Linked DNA regions of Zea mays: all the other regions are linked to region 2. A link is a contact called in public ChIA-PET and Hi-C data. All regions are on one chromosome and are shown on one strand. Each heading gives the region's core, a stretch centred on a gene start, on an enhancer-like site or on the middle of the called end of the contact. The rest is flanking DNA. Distances are from core to core; before and after follow the strand shown.

Region 1 (4,534 bases), core at 1,024-3,523, 280 kb before region 2:
AATTGCTCAGCAGCAGGTTATGTTACATGATAGAAAATTTCCCAGAAATATATAGTGCAAAAGAAGTCGATAAGCTTATGAACAGTAATCAGCAACATCACAGGTGCAAAGAAAATTATCAGATGCTGCTATGATATTTTCTTACTAACGTGAGGAGCTGTAGCACCCAGCATAATAAGAACTTTGAAGATCCTTTGTATTGTTAGCACATATACAGCATCCTATTTGACAAACTACAATTCACTTCATATATACAAGATAAAACCCATATACAGCATCCTATTTGACAAAATACAGTTTACTTCACATATAGAAGATGAAAATGATAGTCAAATAAAAAGTGAAACAGCATGCTTAAATATATATAATTAACAAAAAACATAGCCAGAGAATTAAAGTAACATATGCAGTTATATGAAAACCTGTATATACCTAGGGGGTGAAGCCTTTTTAAGTGGTGGTGATGGCGAACGGACTTTCTTTGAAGGTGAACCCTTTTTAGGGGGCGGTGAAGGTGATCGCCCTTTCCGTGCTCCAGGCGAACTGGGCAGACAATAGTATCCATAAGTAAATGCACCCGATATAAAGAGAACCAGCATAAGAAACATTACAGTTCATGAGAAAAATACCAAACAACCATGTTCAAGCAGAATGTACGCCATGTAACTGTTTGACTTCATATATGAGAAAAGTTTAAATTGCCATGAGCCCATGACAGCAATAAAAATATGTTAACAGGGAGAAGCAAAAGCATGTGGCAGGATGGATTCTGTTGGGGGTATGCTTCGTAGCCGAAGATCCTAAAAAGAACACCTTCGAAAGGTCTTCTCAGAAGCAAGCGCCGAAGCTATTATCTATGAAGCTTCGGCACAAAGACAAATCTCAAGATGAAGGATCGAACCGACTTAAAGATGAATTGACTTAAAGACCCATAATGTTTTGTGTCATTATTGTAGTCGATTGTAAAGGATATAAATGTAATTTTGCGCAGGTTGCATCCTGTGCCTATAAATAGGTGAACAGTATCCCGGTACTGTTCACGCGATCCTGTAATCACGGACACGTTACGCCCGGATTATTGTTTTCTGTCAAGACGAATGTATAAATGTTCTTAAATATCATGTTTCAATACTTGTATATTCATATAATAAAACATGTGAGTATATTTTGTGTTTTATATTTCATTTCTCATTGTTGTCTTAAAAACATGATCACGAAGGTGAAACCTTCGTGATACTCTACTCATGACCTTCGTCCGAAGCTCATTAAATCCTTGGGGAGATAATGCTTCAGCGGACGAAGGGCATTTATACTTAACATTTTTGTGTTGCCTTGTTCTTAATTCGAAGCATTTGAGAACAAGTCCCCAACAGATTCAATCAATAAAATGGTATCAACAAATTGATTTGGGTTGCAAATGCTGGCCAGCACAGGCCTGTGCTATTATAGGAACTGCAAAAGGCACGGCTAAATAATAAGCCTACGGCAGAGAAATGGAACCAATCAAAGGTGTCCATCTGAATTCTGAATGCAGGGTCATATATTTAACTTATGTTTCCAGCCTATCACAAGCAAAACTGAAAAAACTGAATTCAGCGTTAGAAAAAACTGTTACCAGACTCTGGCTCTGTTCACTGCTGAATGACAGCATCAATTCTGTTGAGTGCCACAAGGTATAACTGTAACTGTATTCAACAGAAGTAGTTTGAACACGCAAGCCACGATTGTGGAAGTGTAAAATTATCTGAATCAAGCAGCCCCGTTCTAGATACTCCAGTTGCAGCCACCTCAAGGCTTAAGATGAGGTTACAGATGGCACTAGGGTTTGACAAAGTGACACACAAATATGTAAATAAATCGTAAACGTTGAAGACGGGGATAACTCGCTACCCGGACAAACAACTAAACACACATGAAAAAACATCCGAACAAATGCAAGAGAACCTAACAGATTAGCCTAGAATCAGTGGATCTATACCGTATAGGGTCGAGCCTCACCTGCGCTTAGCCTGAGGAGGGGAGCGGCTCCGGGACTGGGAGGACGACGACGAGAAGGAGCGGGAGCGCGACCGGGAGCGGGACGAGACAGAGCCGGAGGAGACGGAGTGGGACAGCGAGCGGGAAGAAGATCCCGAGGAGGAGCGAGACGCGGAGCGGCCGCGCCGAGGCTTCGCCATCGTCCCCGGCGGCGGCCGGGCGAAAGTCGGCGAGCCTGTGGCGTTGAGCTAGGGTTTTGAGCGGGGTTGGGAGAAGGAAGAGATAGAGTGTATGGTTCCATCCACACTCCAACTCAACCCACCCGTGTCTGTGTGAAAAGAGCCCCGGCTGCTGTCCATGTCCACTCCTTTTTTCGGCCCAGTTGGCCCAATAGACCCCGCAAAAGGAGGCCGTGTTTGGATCTGATTTTTGGGGGCTTTTCATCTAAAATAAGTAGAAACAGTTCCAAACACCCAACTTTTTAGTGCATCTTCAATACATCCCTAAAATCATTGTCCTAATCCTTATTTTAGGGGAAATAATTCCACAGTAATGTATGTAGCATTCCTAAACTTTCGCAGGTGAAAATCATCGTGTGCACGGCGCAAACATTTGTTGCCGTCGAGCTCCCAATCGCACCGTTTTTCGTTTCCCACGTGGTTTTCACCAGCATTCAGTCGACTAGGGTGGCACACACTTTTGCGCCTGTCCATGGACAATATACAGCGAAAATGAACAGCAAAAAATATTAGAAAATGATATACAATGCCACACATCCTACAAGTCGTAACGTTGACATGAATGTGCAACACAACACGTCATCTTAGTCAAATTGTGCCCTCTACACCAAATTGTGCTCTAATTATTTGACATTCGATCTGGATGCAACAAATTAAGATTTTTTCACGTGCAATAAGTCATGATGATATAGTATTATGGGTCCTATTGAGTACGTTTTTGAGAATATATTGGGAGTTGTTGGAGTACTAACACTTTTTGGAATTAATAGATTTAGGGAGATCTTAATTCCCATGTAATGGGAGATTTATTTTTAGGATCTTTTGGAGATGCTCTTACGAGCTTATCCCAACATCAGCTTTTCCAAAATAACTAGCGAAACACATGAGCCAAACGCCACCACCGAGCGGCTCTCCGGCTTTTCGCCCGTGTGTGCCTCTTCTCTGTCAGGTCCGCATGTGACCGCCCCGACCACCAGTGCCACCCTTCCCCACCCATCGATAGTGCACCTCTTTGTCGCCTCCGGTGCCCCTCTCCTCGTCCCCGCCAACGAAGTTCACATCCTCCCCCATCATAGGCATCGCTCGCGAGCTTCTCTTATTATTGGCGTCGAGCACGAGTTCCCCATCGTCGCCACCGTGTGCGCCTCCCGCAAAGCCATCACCTGACACGCATCCTCCTTCCACTTGCATCGCGTCGAGGCAAGATCCTTCTTATCCTTGCTTTTGGGCCAGCCATGGATCCTGCTCTTCCCTCCGTTTCACTATTGGCAACGCGATAAACAACGAGCGAGAGGGAACATGAAAAGCTACAAAAGTACCAAACATCTGGGCTGGCTTTTTTCTAGCTTCTTCAGTAAGTGTTTTTTCTCAACAACCAAGTAAATGCTAGTTTATTAAAATAAGCTCTTAAAAATAAGTGGATCCAAACATACAAGTAGACTGAAAGAAGAGAATTAATGGGAATTGGTTCTGTACGGTGAAATTTGAAAATGATTCTTTGTGGTCCTCTTAAAAAATTGCTTTTATTTGGATAAACTATTTGTGTATTGTAATTCTATGCATGGAGTGAATTCAGAGAGAGAGAGTCAATTTTTAGCTCCTAATCCTATTTCATTTTAGTGAATCACTTCACATCATCAACGTAGAATCGGTTGGTAGAAAAAGAAAATTGTTTGGCAAAAGTCGATCCAACTTTGAAGACACTTTCCAAGATCCGTCAAAATCCCAAAGAGGCCCTAACATGTTTTAGAGCAGGGGTATATTTATGATGTGTTATAGAAAAACACCGTAGTAGAGAACTTTTGGAAGGATTTATCAGCTATCGTCTGAGACAATGAATAGTTGCTATAGTCATCATCATAGATGTCAATGAGTATATTGTTATTGTCCCTTTAGAAAACACATTTATAGATGACTCTACGACACCACGATATTAAAGGTTCCCTTCTACCAATGTATACTTCTTAGCCTAGTAAGAGATGTACTCCACAACTATATCATCATTAGGGAGGTTATTGTCATTTAAGTAGTCTAGGATCTTAGAGATCTATGCATCAAGTTCTATCTAAGCATTCCTAGCTAGGTCTATGGGCCCGGGCCGGGGTAGTCTAAGACATCATTTATGGTGGGCGAGGCGTTTGAATTCAACACTGTTGGGGCCACCAACGCTCATGTGTCAGTTGAGTCCTCGCGTAGGTAGATATAGTTAGTGGCATGTTTTGGGAGCCTTAACTCGTAGGTCCTCACAAGTTGAGGTACCTAAGTTGAAGAAACTGTGAACAGTTCACTGGACATCATGTTTTCTATCTTATAAGAAT
Region 2 (4,514 bases), core at 642-3,141:
GTAAACATGGGCTGCCGCATGCGTATATCCATATCCATATCCATATATGCAAAGGAACACACACACAGTCGTTACATCATTGATTAACTAATTATTATTGGAGAATTTGATTTGCAAAAGAAGTCGTAAAAACACAACTGACGATCAACTGGACGTACAAGGGCATCAAAGCACACGTACTGACGATCCAGTGCGGCTGCAGCTGCATGCAGCAGGATTGGAAGAAGCAATAGCTAGCAATGCAACATTAAATTGACCAAGGTAATTAAGCCGCTAGCTAGGCTGGAAACAGGAAGGAACACAGCCCCCAAGAATAACTAACCACAGGCTTGCTTTTAGCGCTTTGCAGAAAGCTGGGGGGTCATGCAGCTTTTTTTTTCATCTTGCATTGGGGAAATACTGTCGGGCTTGCTTTTTCTTTGATTTGACCCTTTTATTTTACACATGTATGTGTGCGTAGTAGCATCTTGCTTGTCCTTAGTAGTGCAAGATACATACATGCATATATGCAATGCAACATTAAATTGACCTTGCAAATATATGTTAGTGACATATATATGTGTATATTACTAGTTAGTTAGTTATATATATCCAGTTGATTCTAAACAAGAAAAGGCATCAATCATCGTGCATGCATTCCCTGCTTCCGGCAATATCTGATTCGATCCTAAAAGTGCTGCACTACTAATGCAATTAGCAGCTATATAAAAAAAACAAAGCTTTTATATACACATAAACATCAGCATGAAATGATGCAAAGCCAAAAAAAGAAGCCTTTGAACAAAGCTTTATACGTACATGATGCATGCATATATATATGCATCAGTTAAGTCCCTATTATATTAATTAATGAGCAAGGAGTCGTCGACAGTATATATACATGCATCATATCCGATCCGGCATGAGTTTAATTTGTTGATGAGCCGATTTATTATTAATTACTAGTGTCTTAGTTCGTTAAAAATTAAAGGAGCTATTATTGAAGATCGACAGAACAATATGTACAGTTATTATACACATATATATTACCAGCATATGGTTGAAGATACTGCGGCAGCATCGTCGTCAGTGCTCTCTTGGACTTGTTGACGCCGAGATAGGCAAGGTTGCAGTTGGCCCTCCGTCCATCAATCACCGGGTACGGATCGATGCAGGCTCTAAGGGCCGCCTCCGGCTCACGGAAAGTCACCTGCGACGATCGATTCATATATGCAAAGCTTAATTATAACGAACGACCATGCATGATGCATCACAAACACAAATCCGTATGCAGATGTGTGATGGTTGTGAATGAAGAAGAGATCACGAAGAAAAGTGGGAAGGGTTTGGGAACACTCACAAATCCGTATCCCTTGGATCTGCCGGTGTTCTTGTCGGTGATGACGACGGCCTCAAGTATGTCGCCGAACTGCTGGAAGTAGGCCCGCATGCCGTCCTTGTGCGTCTCCCACGCGAGGCCCCCCACGAACACCTTGGTCAACGTCGTGTCGCCGAACTGCCCCGCACCGCCGCCGCCGGACATCATCGCCGTCGCCTGATGAGACATATATATATCTTTGTATGTATCCAACAACAAGTACGTCGTACTGATGAGACAGATCTCTTCCTCTTCCACTTCCTCTTCTTCTTCTTCTGTTGCACCCCCTAGCTAGCTCCGTCGTCCTTTGATCGATCTCTCGCAGTATCCACACTGTCCACCAACCGATAAACGAGAGGACTACGACGACTAAGGGAGTTTGTGTTTATGGGGCAGGCAGGGATCAGAACAGAAAGGCGAGGTCTGATCTCAAGGCTTGATATGCAAGGGAGAGAAAAGGTTACCTCCTCTCTCCTTCCAATCCAAGCACCAACCCTAGCTACAGCTGCCGCCCGATCCTCTCTAGCTTGCAGAGAAAAAGGGGATAGGAACTAGAGAGAGACAGAGAGAGAGAGAGAGAGAAGATAAAGTTGGCTGCAGCCTGTAGGTAAAGAGGAAAAGAAAGAAAGAAAAAGGAAGAGGAGAGAAGGTAGGACCTGGCACCGTTATATAGCTAGACTAGTCTCTACGCCACATCTGCTGCTTGGGTTCTTCCTTGAAGAAAATTGTAGGCTCCACAAAAGTACTGCTATTAGAGGATCAGCTGCTATGTGTAAACAGTATGTTTCATACATACTATCATACATTATTTGTATCTGCATTCAATCGAGAAAGCTAGCAAAAAAAATAAATATAGGAACAATTCTCTATATGTCACTGCAATTTTACCCATTACAATATCTACCATCGTAAAGGGCTGTTTGGTTCTCACCTCCTAAACTTTAGAGTTTAGAAGGGTGACTAATGGTGTGTTTGGTTTGTGGAGTCACTATATGCTTAATGAAGTGATGTATCATAAGTTCATTCCATCAATTTTGGTAGAATCAACCTATTCCTCATGTATATACTAATTATTAGCTTATGAGAATTGAGGTACGGTGGTGATAGATCAACTCATTCTATTCCACAAATCAAATAAAAAAGTGAGGAGTGAGAAGAAGATGGATCACTTCAATCCTTAAACCAAACACCCTCTAAAGGAACCAAACACCCCCCTAAATATCGTAATCCCTTCTTTATTTGATACTTAAAATTTCTTACCCTTCCTTAATTTCATGCTACCGTCGTCAGAAGGGAGATTATTGACATGCGAAACCAGTAGCAGATTTTACAGAGATCCATGATGAACGAAACACATCTTTGTAACAACAATGAGTTTGCCAATATATATACCTGTGTGTGTGGATATGAAGCAAGAACGACGACAGCTGGGAATAAGATGCACTGCACGCCAACGCCCCAACCTGTAGTAGTAATACGATAGATGGGACGACAGCTGGTCGAGTTCTTTTGCTAACTTTGTTGCCCTGTACGATCGAGCGACGATATTATTGCTGATGATCATTATTATCTCTGATAGCCAGTTATGAAAATGACACCACCACCAGAGAAAAGGCGTACCGACAGCAACCAACGACAAATAACCCCACACCAGAGATATCGAGAGAAGAAGAGGAGATCGCGCGCGAATTATGTGAATCTTGTCACAGAAAGGTGATATTGCTGAGTGGGAGACCACCACGCACCAGTGCAGCATGGATCTTCCTTGAGATGATTAACAAGAACTTATCTAGATCTTAATTAGCATGCACGATCGATGATATGTATGTTTAAGTACCGCTCTAGCTACTCAGCAGTTGACCTACCTCGTGAATTAATGAAGTAGTGGAAGAACACATTCTATGGTTGCCTAATAACTGGCTATATTATATGTTTTGTATTGTAGATCAGCCTGTATGCTAGCTAGTGTCAGCTATTATGATGTACAGCTCGATCTGGTGGTCACCACAACACACACGTCATATATACAGCTAAGAATGTTATTGTTGTGCATGAATTATTTTTGTTAGGAAGCATCACAGATTGGAAAGGAGCTAGCAATATAGCCCCCCCCCCCTGAAATGAAATGCAGGATTGGTAAAATGTACGAACAAAAGAAAAGAAACGTAGGAATAGAGGTATATAATTATGACAACTACAACTAATCCTACCGGAATTAATTAAAAATACAGGGAAAATATCAAATAGAGTATTTGGATGCAGCATATAAAGAACAAAGGAATTAGAGGAGAGAGATAGGCACGAAGGAAAGTTTTCAAGAGGTTGGACCTATTGTTAGAAATAATCCTCCAAAATCTTACTACAATGAGCAAGGATTTTAAAGGAACTCAATCCTTTTGTTTCAAAGAGCTATATAGGAAAATTTGCTATACGATTCCAATCCTCTACTTTTCCTTTGTTAAAAAGGGGGCCATATATATATGCAAACTGTTGTTGAAAACTGCTTCGTGTTGACTTGTGTGAGTTTTGGTTCCAGTATGTATATGATTCCTTTTAGGATGTGCTACAGTGGTCGTCTATATATATACTGTATACGAATGCAAGTTGGTGGTTCGTGTTTCGTAGCTCGTACCTGCAAAATGTTCCATCCATAGGAACAGAATAAAATTTGATCTCACCGACTCATCCCAATGAAGTGGCTTTCTGGTGGAACAGTTACGCGCTTCTCCATTTGCAGTTTTGAATGAGGACTCGCGTCACACAGGGCCAGGGAACCCCACCCACTGCAAATATTCTTGTATGCCTTGCATGCATGCTGCTTCCCCCCCAAAGTCAATCGATTCACATACTTTTCTCGGAGATAAAGTTTCAAAACCCCACAAAAACAAAAGGCAGTGGCAGAATTATGCAAAAATTCAGCGACAGTGCAAGCAAGTTGTTAAATTCACAAGGACAGCGACAGATTATCCAAACATTTGACTTGCTACCCAGCAGCAACATCATTGATCGTTGTGGGAAGAAAAGGAAGGAGAGCCACCAGAAAAGTGACGCGCGGCCTGTGCAAGGATGCTGTGATAAATTTAAAAAGGAGACCTCATTTGAAAGGCTTGGATTTCCAAGGTTGTTGTTCATTAATCATGACCAGAAATCACCTCAG
Region 3 (5,010 bases), core at 1,212-3,711, 400 kb before region 2:
TTGCTCTCTCTTTTGTGGCACTTGTGTTGGGTGTAGTGGACTAAATCTTGTGTATATGATGGATCAATGAATATAGGTGGTTGGGAGGGCTTGAGTATGTCAACTAGATGACTTGGAATGTTGCTTGGACTCCCACACCTTGAAGTGGCCGGTTGGGGTGGTATTTATAGCCACCATCCAAAAACTAGCCGCTGATGAAGTCTGCTAGCGATGGGCGCACCGGACAGTCCGGTGCACACCGGACATGTCCGGTGCACCAGCCACGTCATCCTAGCCGTTGAGATTGGAGCTGGTCGACCGTTGGAGGCTTTGTCCTCATGTGGCACCGGACAGTCCGGTGCACACCGGACAGTCCGGTGCCTCTCTGATCCTCTGCTCTGACTTCTGCCGCGTGTACTGTTCTGCACTGTTTCCTGTCAGAGTCGACCGTTGGGCGCAGATGACCGTTGCTCCGCTGGCACACCGGACAGTCCGGTGCACACCGGACAGTCCGGTGAATTTTAGCGGAGCAGTCTTCGTGAAATCCCGAGGCTGCCGAGTTCCTGAGGCCGCGTTCCGTTGGAGCACCGGACACTGTCCGGTGTACACCGGACAGTCCGGTGAATTATAGCGCGCCGGCCCCAGACTTTCCCGAAAGGGGCGAGTTTGAGTCTGCGTTTCCTGGTGCACCGGACAGGTACTGTTTACTGTCCGGTGGCACACCGGACAGTCCGGTGCGCCAGACCAGGGGTGCCTTCGGTTGCCCCTTTGCTCCTTTTATCTTGACTCTTGTCTTGTTCTTTTTATTGGTTTTATGTTGAATCTTAGGCACCTGTAGAACATATGATCTAGAGCAAACTAATTAGTCCAATTGTTTGTGTTGGACATTCAATCACCAAAATCATTTAGGAAAAGGTTTAAAGCCTATTTCCCTTTCACCTACACGCAGCACGAAACCCTTCTATACAAGGCTCAAGTGCACAGAAAAATCTATGGAAGTACACCTTTTCATCTACAACTTGGGTGTCTATCTCCACCACACTATTAGGGGCTTTTATCAAAATTTCTTCCTTCCACCTATACAACATACTGAAACTATCATCCCAATTGCCATATATCTCTTTTAAAGCTTCCTGCATTCCTTTCCAAGTCACATCATAACTGACCCTATAGTTGTAAGTGTCTTGTAACCTCTTTTGCAAAGCCTTCTGAGCTACCCAAGCTTGATTGGCATTCCCATAACTTATCCGGCTGCTTGAAGCACATTTATGCTAATTCACTAAGACAACAACCTTCAAAACAAAATAACGATGTAAGTAACACCAACTTATGTGAACTAAATTATACAATTGGAGAGAAACAGAAGAAAAGGTTAGTACCATAACACTAGAATCCGGTCTTGTAGAACCATTCAGTTTCCAAGGGCATGTGCAATCATTCCCTTTGCAGTACACTCTATATCTATTTCTATCCGACTTTGTTATTCCAAGCTCAAACTCCTCATTTATAGCATATTGCCTCACAGCTAGTCTAAACTCTTTCATCGATGGATATAGAGTACCCAACTTCAGATCAGGGTGATCATCATCGTGCAATATGTTGACCATTTCTGCATTTTCATCATCAACTGGCATGGCAGCATCTAGATCACTTGGATCAAAACTATTACTTTCCGATTTAAAATGAGATGCAAAGTTACTTGGTTCTAGGTGGGTTCGATTCATCTCCTCATCCTCATCTCCAAGTCCCAAGAACACATACATCTCATCCTCATCACAGATTCTAAACATATCACCCTGATCCCCATTATCCTTATTTTCAGCATTCTCAATAATAAAGCTACTTCAGTCAATAGACATGGTGTCATCATCATTACCATCCATGATGCGAACACGCAATTATCACCACCTATTTCTAGTGTTAGCACAAATTATTACACATAATGATGAAACAGATGCTGCAAAATAAGGTGCTGCCACAAGAGCTGCGACAGAGGGGAGGGGATATGTTACCTGCAGAAGGAAGTGGCGCGACAGGATATCACAGGCTTGGACGACCCCCTATTTCCACCAGCTCGACGCCGGCTCACATCCGTCTGTGTAGGAAGAGAAAAGGTTACAGAGTGTAGGGAAAGGGCAAGAGAAAGGATACAGAGGGAAATGGGAAGATCACCTGAAAAGGGAAGAAGGTCGTCGTCAACGTCGCCGATGTGCCGCAGCGAAGAAAGGGTTCGCCGTTGAGTGTGGCCGCGTCGTCCAGAGAAAAGAGGCAGAGAAGAGAAGAAAGGAAATGGAGAGATGAGACGGGAGGAGACGGCGTTGCGTTCAGGCGTAAGAGCAAAAGCGGCACATAAAGACACGGGCCTACCTGCCAGAAACACCAAAAGCCTTCCTGATCCGTTTTGAAGAGCAACCATGTTTGAGTAACCCGCCGGCCTCCCAACAGTGTATTTTGAAGAACGACGACTAGAGTGACCTGTTTTGACAAATTTCTCGGCTGGGCGTGGGCGGGTTTCTGATGTTGGGTTGGGAAGAGAAGAGATAGCTCGTCCTCAGCATCCGCCTTCCTCCTCGGCGGCCATGCTGCTCCGCCTCCGCCCGCCGCGGCACCCGTCCACCGCGGCGGCCACAACCCTCTCTTCCTTCCTCCCCTCCACTTCCTTCCGCCGACTCATCCCCTTGCCGCGCTGGCGCCCCCCTCCGCGCCGCCGCCTCTCCGCCGCCGCCAAGGGTAAAGCTCTTTTTCACAGCTTTGACTGATGCTGGCGAGAAACGGAGAAGAGGTGCTTACTGCCAAATTTCTTCTGTGGTGCTAGATTCGATCGGCCGGTTGGATCCGCGCCAGGAGCGGTACGACGTCATTGTGGTCGGAGGCGGCCATGCCGGATGCGAGGCCGCCCTTGCTTCGGCTCGCCTCGGCGCGCGCACCCTGCTTCTTACGCTCAACATTGACCGGATTGCGTGGCAGGTCTGCGCTGAGCTAACTTTGCCCCGATGGTAGATATTCTAGTCAAGTTCATGACTGAAATTACTTGAACATTGACTCCTGATGCCACATAATAAAAATCATGTCCCTTATATGAAGAATCGATCCATCAAACCCTGCAGTGTAGAAATTTAGCAATGTGAAATCTCACCTGTGATAGCATTTTTGTAGGGCACAGATTCTGTTCCAAGGTATGAATGGACAATAGAAACTGAAGAGATGGTTTTTGATTATTATGTTGCATATCTTAGTATGCTATAGCCTATAACTATAAGGAAACATTCTTTGTCAATGAATTCCATTTAAATTTTAGTATTAGAAGTGTGGTTCTGCTTCAACTCATCTTCTGCCCTACCCAGCCTTGTAACCCTGCTGTTGGTGGCCCTGCGAAGTCTCAACTTGTCCATGAGGTAGATGCCCTTGGTGGTGAAATTGGAAAAATTACTGATAGGTACGAGTTCAAACGTCTTGTTGTCTGGAGAATGAGTTTCTCTGAGTGCAAATGGCTGAGAGTCCAGATTTTGATTGCTAGTTAATCAACAAAGATATCTTAGCATACTGATTGCATCTTCTTCTGATAGGTGCTACTTGCAAAAGCGTGTACTGAACAGCTCAAAAGGCCCTGCTGTACGTGCACTGCGTGCTCAGACTGATAAGAGAGAGTATGCAATAGAGATGAAGAACAGTGTGGAAAGGTCAGTGTATACTAAGTTGCTAACTTTACTTGGATTTGTAATCTTGTCTGGCGCCTCCATAAGTGGTTAGTGCTACATAATTTCTGAATATGTTTCGTTTAGCTGACCTCATTTAAGTTATGTTAATTTGATCATCATTTCAGAGCTTCTTAGGTTGTACTCACAAAATTGTGATCTTTGGTTTAAACTATATCAAACATGACACCTTCTCAAAATTTGGCACCAGATATTGTTGTTACTGTATTAAGACCATGGTTCTGCATGACTAGTCTTAAGTTCTCAATGTAGTAAAAAACACTCAAGGTAGATGTAAATATTTTAATCTTCTGACATAAGAGTTTAGCATTTTTTTCTGCTTGCCAACTTTTGTCATGCTTTGCTGATATTTCTTATCGTTGATCGCATGTATTGTGATAGATTTCACATTGCTTATTGACTATTTTGTGTATTATGCTTCAGCACAGAAAACCTTTTCATTAGAGAAGCAATGGCTACAGAGGTTTTAATTGGAAAAAATGACAGCATTGAGGGTGTTCGCACTTTCTTCGGCATGGACTTTTATGCACCATCTGTTGTACTTACCACCGGAACATTCATGAGTGGTAAGATTTGGGTTGGTAGGACATCAATGCCTGCTGGGCGAGCTGGAGAGTCAGCTTCTCATGGACTAACTGAAAACTTGCAGTTTCTGGGTTTTGAAACTGACCGCTTGAAAACCGGTACACCACCACGAATTGATCGCAGAACAGTTGATTTTTCTGGATTGGAACCCCAGCATGGTGATGAAGAGGTATATAGTACAGAACAGAATTTTCCCACTTATATTGAGAAATGCATATTCAATAATGCAATAGCTTTTCATTACTGTCTTTTCTATTCATTTTGATTTGCATTGTATAATGCATGTCAAAGCAAAGAACAAGATAAGTACTTTCAAATTAAATGCTGCAATTCTGTATCAAGTATTCCCTCTAGTTCTGTAGTTCTTGTCGCCCAAAATATAACTTTGACTATGTTTTATTATTACAGCATATACAACAAAATAGCAAATATGTCAGTTTCTTAAAGTACTTTGCAAGACTAATCTGTATATGTTGTCTTAGTATCTTCAAATTCAAACTAAATATTTGAAAATTTATTGATAGCCGAAGCTCTAAAATTTTGACCTCTAACATTGTCCAAACTGACAATAATTGTGGAGGCGGAGGGAGCAGCTAGATATAGCAGCATCGTGCTTTTGAAATGGTCCAGTTATAGTGGTTTCTCTCTAATTGGTTTCTGTAGTTTATAAATCTTATAAGAAATTATGCCATGAAGAGTGTTCCTTGCATGTGTAAGATCAAAAGAAGCC

Evidence for each region. Hi-C and Micro-C count contacts between places; a contact is called where the count stands out from the background. ChIA-PET counts read pairs in DNA pulled down with a chosen protein or histone mark.
Region 1: an H3K4me3 ChIA-PET map of seedling shows a contact between it and region 2, with 8 times the contacts expected there. The contact joins the promoter of LOC103650711 here to the promoter of LOC107604628 in region 2. A contact is called at or near these places in 20 of 25 Hi-C or Micro-C datasets (bundle sheath, ear, endosperm and 4 more) and 3 of 3 datasets of contacts at active chromatin or transcription factors (leaf, seedling and shoot).
Region 3: a contact with region 2 is called in a Hi-C map of endosperm, with 3 times the contacts expected there. The contact joins the promoter of LOC100383575 here to the promoter of LOC107604628 in region 2. A contact is called at or near these places in 5 of 25 Hi-C or Micro-C datasets (bundle sheath, ear, endosperm and 1 more).

What each region holds. Positions count from the first base shown.
Region 1 is chr3:148,925,034-148,929,567 of Zm-B73-REFERENCE-NAM-5.0, forward strand. LOC103650711 reads right to left here and starts at 2,274. Exons shown (of 12, transcript NM_001324272.1): 1 at 1,999-2,274; 2 at 433-543. The coding sequence starts at 2,177.
Region 2 is chr3:149,205,880-149,210,393 of Zm-B73-REFERENCE-NAM-5.0, forward strand. It overlaps LOC107604628, which reads right to left and starts at 1,892. Exons shown (of 5, transcript NM_001323548.1): 1 at 1,340-1,892; 2 at 1,030-1,189; 3 at 1-11. The coding sequence starts at 1,546. It also overlaps a transcript of LOC100284661 not described here.
Region 3 is chr3:148,808,217-148,813,226 of Zm-B73-REFERENCE-NAM-5.0, forward strand. It overlaps LOC100383575, which reads left to right and starts at 2,462. Exons shown (of 13, transcript NM_001176223.1): 1 at 2,462-2,709; 2 at 2,795-2,946; 3 at 3,324-3,415; 4 at 3,546-3,659; 5 at 4,119-4,449. The coding sequence starts at 2,559.